Regions from separate parts of the Pan troglodytes genome. Here region 2 is linked to region 1. A link is a contact called in public Hi-C data. All regions are on one chromosome and are shown on one strand. The core of a region is the stretch at or near the end of the contact, and the rest is flanking DNA. Distances in the headings are between cores, read along the strand shown. Region 1 holds the start of FSTL3 (follistatin like 3). Region 2 holds the start of CFD (complement factor D).

The links. Hi-C and Micro-C count contacts between places; a contact is called where the count stands out from the background.
Region 2: a Hi-C map of stem cell-derived neural progenitor cells shows a contact between it and region 1, with 1.9 times the contacts expected there. The contact joins the promoter of CFD here to the promoter of FSTL3 in region 1. A contact is called at or near these places in 1 of 7 Hi-C or Micro-C datasets (stem cell-derived neural progenitor cells) and 1 of 1 datasets of contacts at active chromatin or transcription factors (stem cell-derived excitatory neurons).

The regions. Positions count from the first base shown.
Region 1 is chr20:2,955,353-2,958,800 of NHGRI_mPanTro3-v2.0_pri, reverse strand. It overlaps FSTL3 (follistatin like 3), which reads right to left and starts at 1,898. Exons shown (of 6, transcript XM_054674184.1): 1 at 1,743-1,898; 2 at 300-485. The coding sequence starts at 1,845. It overlaps LOC104003221 (a long non-coding RNA gene), which reads left to right. Exons shown (of 2, transcript XR_675787.2): 2 at 2,730-3,070.
Region 2 is chr20:3,143,421-3,146,868 of NHGRI_mPanTro3-v2.0_pri, reverse strand. It overlaps CFD (complement factor D), which reads right to left and starts at 1,776. Exons shown (of 5, transcript XM_054673893.1): 1 at 1,364-1,776; 2 at 322-478; 3 at 90-234. The coding sequence starts at 1,418.

The sequences.
Region 1 (3,448 bases), core at 649-3,148:
AGCCAGACATTTATCGACCAGGTGGGAAGAGTCACCCAGGCAGAGAGCTCAGCCCCAGCAAAGGCTGGAGCCACGTGGTAAGTCCTCAGAGTCTCTTCCTGAGTCCTGCGCTGCAAGAGGCTGAAGCCTGGGAACCGGGAAGTCCCCCCAGTCCCTCTCTGAGGCTGGGATCCCCCTGCAGCCTCCTACATACCCCTGTGATGGGCTCAGTCCCTGGACGTTCGGCCCTCGACCACCATGACTGTTTGTGGCTGGTCCTGAGCTGAGATGTCTGCCCTGCTTCTGGCCTGAGGTCTCACCTTTGCAGGGAAGGCAGTGGACAAGGCCCAAGAAGCCGAGGAGGTTGATCTTGTTCCCCGGGTGGGTGAGGTTGGACCAGGCGGTGTCAATGTTGCCAGAGGCACAGCACTCGGCCCGGGTGACATCAGTCTGGAGCACCAGGCTGCAGGTGGCCTCCTGGCCCTGCTGGAGCCAGCAAACACCACCTGCGGGCCAGGGAACGGGGTGCTCTCCTGGGTCACTCCTGACACCCAGCTTCTGGCCCACCCACAGATGCATGCAGGTGGTGCTGAGTAGTTACGCACGGGATGATCTACCCCCACCCAGGAAGAAGGGGCAGAAAACCACATGGGTGTCCCCACCCTGGCTCCAGAACCCTGGAGATGTCTCCTCCCCTCTGAGCTCCACGTGCCCCCCCCCCACAGCCTCACCACCAACCCCCACCCACCCCAGGAGGTCCCTTCCTGTACCCTCCAAGCCCCCAGGCCAGGGGCTGGCACCCTGCCCAGCCCCTCAAACACCACCAAACACCAGGCACTGGGCATGTCAGGGTCAGCAGGCCCTGGAGCCGCTTCTCCCGCCTCTGCCCTCTGTCTAGACAGCACCCGAGGGCGAGGGCACGTGGAGCCCCGCGCCTGGCAGCCCCCCCACCGCCTGGCCCGCCTCTTACTCACTCCAACTTGGGAACATTCCCCTTGCATGAGCTCACTGTCTCCCCAGGGACGTGGCCTTCGGGGAGGGGGCTCTGCTCTCCCTTTGGCGCAGGGCTGGGGTGGGGTGGGGCTGCAGGGATGGGGGGTGGGGAGCCAGAGAGCCCCCCGTTTCTTCCCCCGTCCCTGGGGGCAGGAATGGCCACAGCCCCCATCCCAGAGCGCTTGCTGGTTCACAGACACTGCCAGGGACCAGCTTGGGGAACGCAGCACCTTGGCACCCATCATAGGAGGGGAAACTGAGGCCAGGAGTGGGACCGTCTCCTGCCTGGCGCCTCCCGGCAAGTCCCAGGTGTGAGACTCCATGCCCCGTCTACCCAGGACCCGGGAAAGCTCTCAGCCCCAGCTGGAGGGCCTGGCTCCCGACACCCAGCACTACCTCTCGGCACCAGGACCGACCCGGACGGTCGCTAGAACCCTGGCTTTGCCTGCTACAGGCTGTGTGACCCTGAGCCTCAGTTTCCCCATCTGGAAGACGGAGATGAGAGCTCCAGCACTATCGGGATGGCACAGGTTCAGGGAGGGGAGAGGTAGACACTAAGCGCTCAATAAATGTCAGCGGTCATTGTTATTAGAAACCTCTGCTCTGCTGACCTCTTGGTGACCCTCCTTCAGACCTTCCCGGCTCCAGCTTGCGCCGGACACCGCCCTCGCCCCCGCCGCCGCCGCGCCCCCCGACGTCCCCCCGGCCGCATTCCGCGCAGCCCCACGTGGGTGGCCCGCCCCGCCCGCCCCTCTGGCCGCCCCACTCACCGGGCGCGGGGTTCCCCGAGCCCATGGAGCTCACGAAGCCCACGGCCCAAGCCAGGGCCCCCCAGGGCAGAGGCCAGAGTGGCCCTGGCGCCCCGGGACGCATGGCGAACGCAGAGACGGCCGCGGCACCGACTTCCCAGCGCGCGGCCGGCGCTCCCTATAAAGGTCCCGCGGGCCGCGGGCGGGGCGGGGCGCGGGGCGGGGCGCGGCGCGGGAGTGGCGGGGGCGAGGCCGTGTCCCGCGCGGGGTGGGCAGGCGCCGGGCCCGGCCGCTGCGGGGGGCAGTTGGGGGCGAGCGCCCGGGTCCCTTTCCGGAGCCAGAGAATGCATTTGGGGAGATGTGGCTGGACCCAGGGCGGAACCGGGACAGGGGTGTGGGTTCGAGGTGGTGGCAGCCTTATGGGTGGATCGAGGGGCCGTCTCCAGGAGTCAAAGTGGGTTTGGGGGTCTTCAGTTTCAGGGGTGGCGGTGAGGTAACGGGGACCCACGAGGAGCACGTCTGTGGATCCCTGCATCCCGTTTCTGTGATTTGCATGTGGTCACTTTCATGGTCCAAGTGTGGTCTGAGCCCCCCAACCCGGCCTCCTTGTTCCCGACCCGCCCCACACACCCAAAACCTCAGCTGGATATGGTTCCCTGCTCACAGCGCGGGCCGCGCACCCGTCCACCTGGCCGCTGGAGCCGGCCTGTGGGTGGGGAGAGGTTGGGTGTGGGACAGAACGGGGTGCGGCCGGGACAGACCCAGAGACACAGCTCCTTCCAGCATTGCGGACAACAGCAGGCCTCGCCCAGCCACGGCCCCCAGGGAGGCCACTGCGTGTGTGTGTGTGTGTGTGTGTGTGTGTGTGTGCGCGCGCGCGCGCGCACGCCTGGCCTTTGTCCTGGGCCCCTGGGCAGCTCTGCCCCATCAGCCCTCCAAGCCTTTGCAGACATTCCCCCAGGTCACCTCAACAAGAATGTTTACTAGGTTTTTTCCTCTCCCTCCAAGATTCAGCAAACACTGTTTCCAGCAGAGGCGTTTCCAACAATGTATGACAGCGACATCTGCGTGGGCCTGGAGGCGCTGCGCCCGAGGGGGCTTTCGTGCAGCCAGACACATTTCCTACTCTGGAGCTGATTCTGTCATGGGGGCTTCCAGATTTGTCAGGCGCCCTTGGCGAGCGCAGGGGAGCCCCTCTGTTCCTGCTTCTAGGGCATCAGTGAACATCTCTGTTGGCCAGAGGGACCCTGCGGGGTGCTGGGGTGCCACGGTGACCAAGGCAGACCCCATCACACCCTCACCGAGCTCCTGGTTTGGACAATAAAATGCAGAGACAAATTAATCTATAACTTCAAGGAGTGGTAAATGCTTTCAGGAAAATACAGAAGGTTGAGGTGGTGGAGAGCGGTTGGGTGTCTGCTGGGCATGCCTGTGTCTGGCCACTCGCTGTGCTGGCATTGCCCACCCCGCAGGTGGAAACGGACGTGTCCAGCAGCCCCACGGCACAGCCCCTTCTCTGGCCTGAGTGAGATCTGTGCCCACAGAAGACACACCTGTACCCTTTCCTCCACCTTAGCTGCCCAGCCTGACTGTGTCCCCCAGCAGCCAGTGGCCAGGGGCCAAGTTCTGCCTTAGTGGCACTGAGGGGGGACACCCCGCTGTCTCGACCTGGCCTTGGCCTCTGGCATTTCCCCTGGGAATCTCCCTGGCTTGGGGAGCAGGGCAGG
Region 2 (3,448 bases), core at 527-3,026, 190 kb before region 1:
TGGACCCGGGGCGCGGTGTAGGCGGGGTGGAGAGAGAGTGGGCCGGGGATCCCAGTGCCGCAGGAGGGACTGCGCTACACGGGGCCGACCTGTAGCAGCAGGAGGTCGTGGTCGATGGTGTCAGGCTGGCTGTCCGGGTGGGGCACTGCGCGGAGCACGTCGTACAGGCGCTTGGAGGGCTCCGGCTGCGACAGGGAGTGCGCGCCCAGGAGAACCTGCACCTTCCCGCCGGCCCTGGGGACGGGACGGAGGCCGCGGTCGGTGCCAGCCGACTCCCCCCACCCCACCCGGGCTCTTCCCCCGCGCGGCGCGGGCACTCACGCGTCCTCCAGGCAGTGCGCCGCGCTCAGCACCCACTGCTCCGCCACCAGGACGCCGCCGCACAGGTGCGCGCCGTTCAGCTGCACCGACGCCATGTAGGGCCGCGCGTGCGCCTCGGCCTCTCTGCCGCCCAGGATCCGACCACGGGGCGGCGCCGCTGTGGGTGGGCGGGCGCGTGAGGGCCGCGGGGTGGACTCCTCCCCCGGGCGAGGCTGCCTGACGGGATCCCAGCTCTCACCCCCCAGGCCGCTCCCCGCAAGAATCCCATCTCTGGGCGCGGTGGCTCACGCCTGTAATCCCAGCACTTTGTGAAGCCACGCGGGGGTGGGGCGGGGGGGTGCAGATCACGAGGTCAGGAGTTCGAGACCAGCCTGGCCAATATGGTGAAACCCCGTCTCTACTTAAAAAATAAATAAATAAATACAAAATTTAGTCGGTGTGGCCTATAATCTCAGCTATTCGGGAGGCTGAGGCAGGAGAATCGCTTGAACCCGGGAGTCGGAGTTTGCAGTGAGCCGAGATCGCACCACTGCACTCCAGCCTGGACGACAGAGCGAGACTCCCTATCAAAAAAAAAAAAAGAAAAAGAAAAAGAAAAAAAAGAATTCCGTTTCCGTCTTGGGGCCCCTCAGCGTTGCAAACTCAGATACCCTCCGGCGGGAATGCCCCAGAGTACAGAACCCACAGTGGGCTGGGGACCGGGGGCAGATCCCAGCGCCCTACCCTGGGCGCAGTGCCTTCCAGTTGGACATAAGAGAAATGGGGCTGACCCAACCAGTGCCTGGGCCAGCCAAGTCAGCCACGCAGATGAAGTTTTCCACGCAGACGTTCAGACTCTGTCTGCAAGAAAAGCTGACTCCAGAAAGTTCCGATTTCCAATCTGAATTTTCTAGAATTTTTCAGCGTTCAGAGCCTTCCATTAGTGAGGAGAGACACCCCCTTCCTGCCCACCTGGAGGGGCTGGAGGACCGTCCGTGTGACGGAGGGGAGCACCACGCCCCTACACAGCCCTGTCCCTCACCCCAGGCCCAGGCCTCCTCACCGCAGGCGGCCGCTCCTAGGAGGACCAGAACTGCCAGGCGCTCCCAGCTGTGCATGGTGAAGCCGCTGTGGCTGAGACACTGACCCAGGCAGGGCCCTGGGGGTGCTTTTATGAGGGTGGAGGGGGCGGGAGGCTCCCAGGGGCCTTGTCCGCCGGGTGGGCAGCGGCCCAGCTGGGGAAAGGGGAACCTGCCCGCCCAGCCTCCGCCCTCCGCGGGACTGGGTTACCTCCTGCCAGACTCACACCAGAGTCGACAAGTCGCTGGGAGACCCTCGGGCCTCTGTGAGCCTGACGGCCTGCTGGCCCTGGTGGGGGGCAGTCCCTCAGATGGGCAGGAGGCAGAGAGGGGGGCTGCACCCACCCCGGCCCCAACTTCACCAGACCCAGAGTTCCCCAGGGTGTTTCACAATCCTAGCTGGAGGCCACAGCGTGTAAACAACCCACTTCCTTGTCCTGCTACCCTCCCTTCTTTTCCTCCTCTATATTAGAGAGAAGGTCTGTTGGGGGTAGGAAGATCACTTGACACCCTTGTCTCTGTCCCTGTGGCCTCTGGGGCTTGACACCCTGACGAATAGAAAGTTGGAAAGGCCAGGGCAGAGGCAGCTGGGAAGACTGACTACAAGGGACAGGAAAACCCAGACAAACTGGGTGGAGACTGAATCATGAAAGTTATATGGAAAGTTCAGGGAATGTCCTCCTTCAGGTGTGGCTTGATCCAGGTGCCTGAACAATGTCCAGTGTCTGCCTCTGGCTTCTCCTTTCTTCTCTGATGGCTTCTCTCCTCACCAGCTTCCCCTGGTGTGTTTCCAGGGACCCCACACTCAACCCAGTGGCTCAGTGGGCCCCTCCTAAAATTCTTCCTCACTCCAGCCAAGTCTCAAGGGTGCCTTGGGTTGGTGGAGCCTGGATCACACGCCCCCTCCCAAACTGTTCACTGAGGGCAGGTTCTGATGAACAGAGTCAGGGCTGGCCGGGCACAGTGGCTCCCACCTACCATCCCGGCACATTGAGAGACCCAGATAGGAGCATCTCTTGAGCCCAGGAATTCAAGGCCAGCTTGGGGAAGACGGCAAGACCCCATCTCTACAAAAAAATTAAAATAAAATACTCAGAATCTGGGCCATAGGGCCTTCTGTGAGGTGGGGATTTGTGTGTGTTGTTTTTGTTTTATTACAGACAGGGTCTTGCTCTTTCGTCCAGGCTCGAGTGCAGTGGTGCAATCATAGCTCACTGCAGCCTCCTCGACCTCTGGGGCTCAAGTGATCCTCCCACCTCAGCCTCCAGAAGCGCTGGGACTGCAGGCCTGCTCATGGTGTAGCTCCATTTTTCACATCTGCCCCCCAGGGGCCAGCAGGATTCACCCTGCATTAATCCATGGTGCAGGGACCAGAAGGATGGGGATACCTTGTGGGGAGGACCTCGGACATCGTCCCCAGGGGGAGCAGCACACGAGGTTCCCCCGGCTTTTCTCTTCACCGTGGATCATTTCTTTCTTTTCTTTCCTTTTTTTTTTTTTTTTTTTTTTTTGAGACGGAGTCTCGCTCCTTCGCCCAGGCTGGAGTGCAGTGGTGTGATCTCAGCTCACTGCAAGCTCCGCCTCCCGGGTTCACACCATTCTCCTGCCTCAGCCTCCCGAGTAGCTGGGACTACAGGCGCCCGCCACCACACCCGGCTAATTTTTTGTATGTTTAGTAGAGATGAGGTTTCACCATGTTAGCCAGGATGGTCTCGATCTCCTGACCTCCTGATCCGCCCGCCTCGGCCTCCCAAAGTGCTGGGATTACAGGCGTGAGCCACCAAGCCTGGCCTCATTTCCTTCCTTCCTTTCTCTCTCTGTCTTTCTCTCTTTCCCTTTCTTTTTCTTTCTTTCTCTTTCCTTCTTTCTTTTTTTCTTTCTTTCTTGCTTTTTTTTTTTTTTTTGCAACACAGTCTTGCTCTGTCGTCCACGCTGGAGTGCGGTGGCACAATCTCGGCTCACTGCGACCTCCATCTCCCGGGTTCAAGCAATTCTCCTGCCTCAGCTTCCTGAGTAGCTGGGATTACACGCATGAGCAACCACACTGGGCTAACTTTTTGTATTTTTAG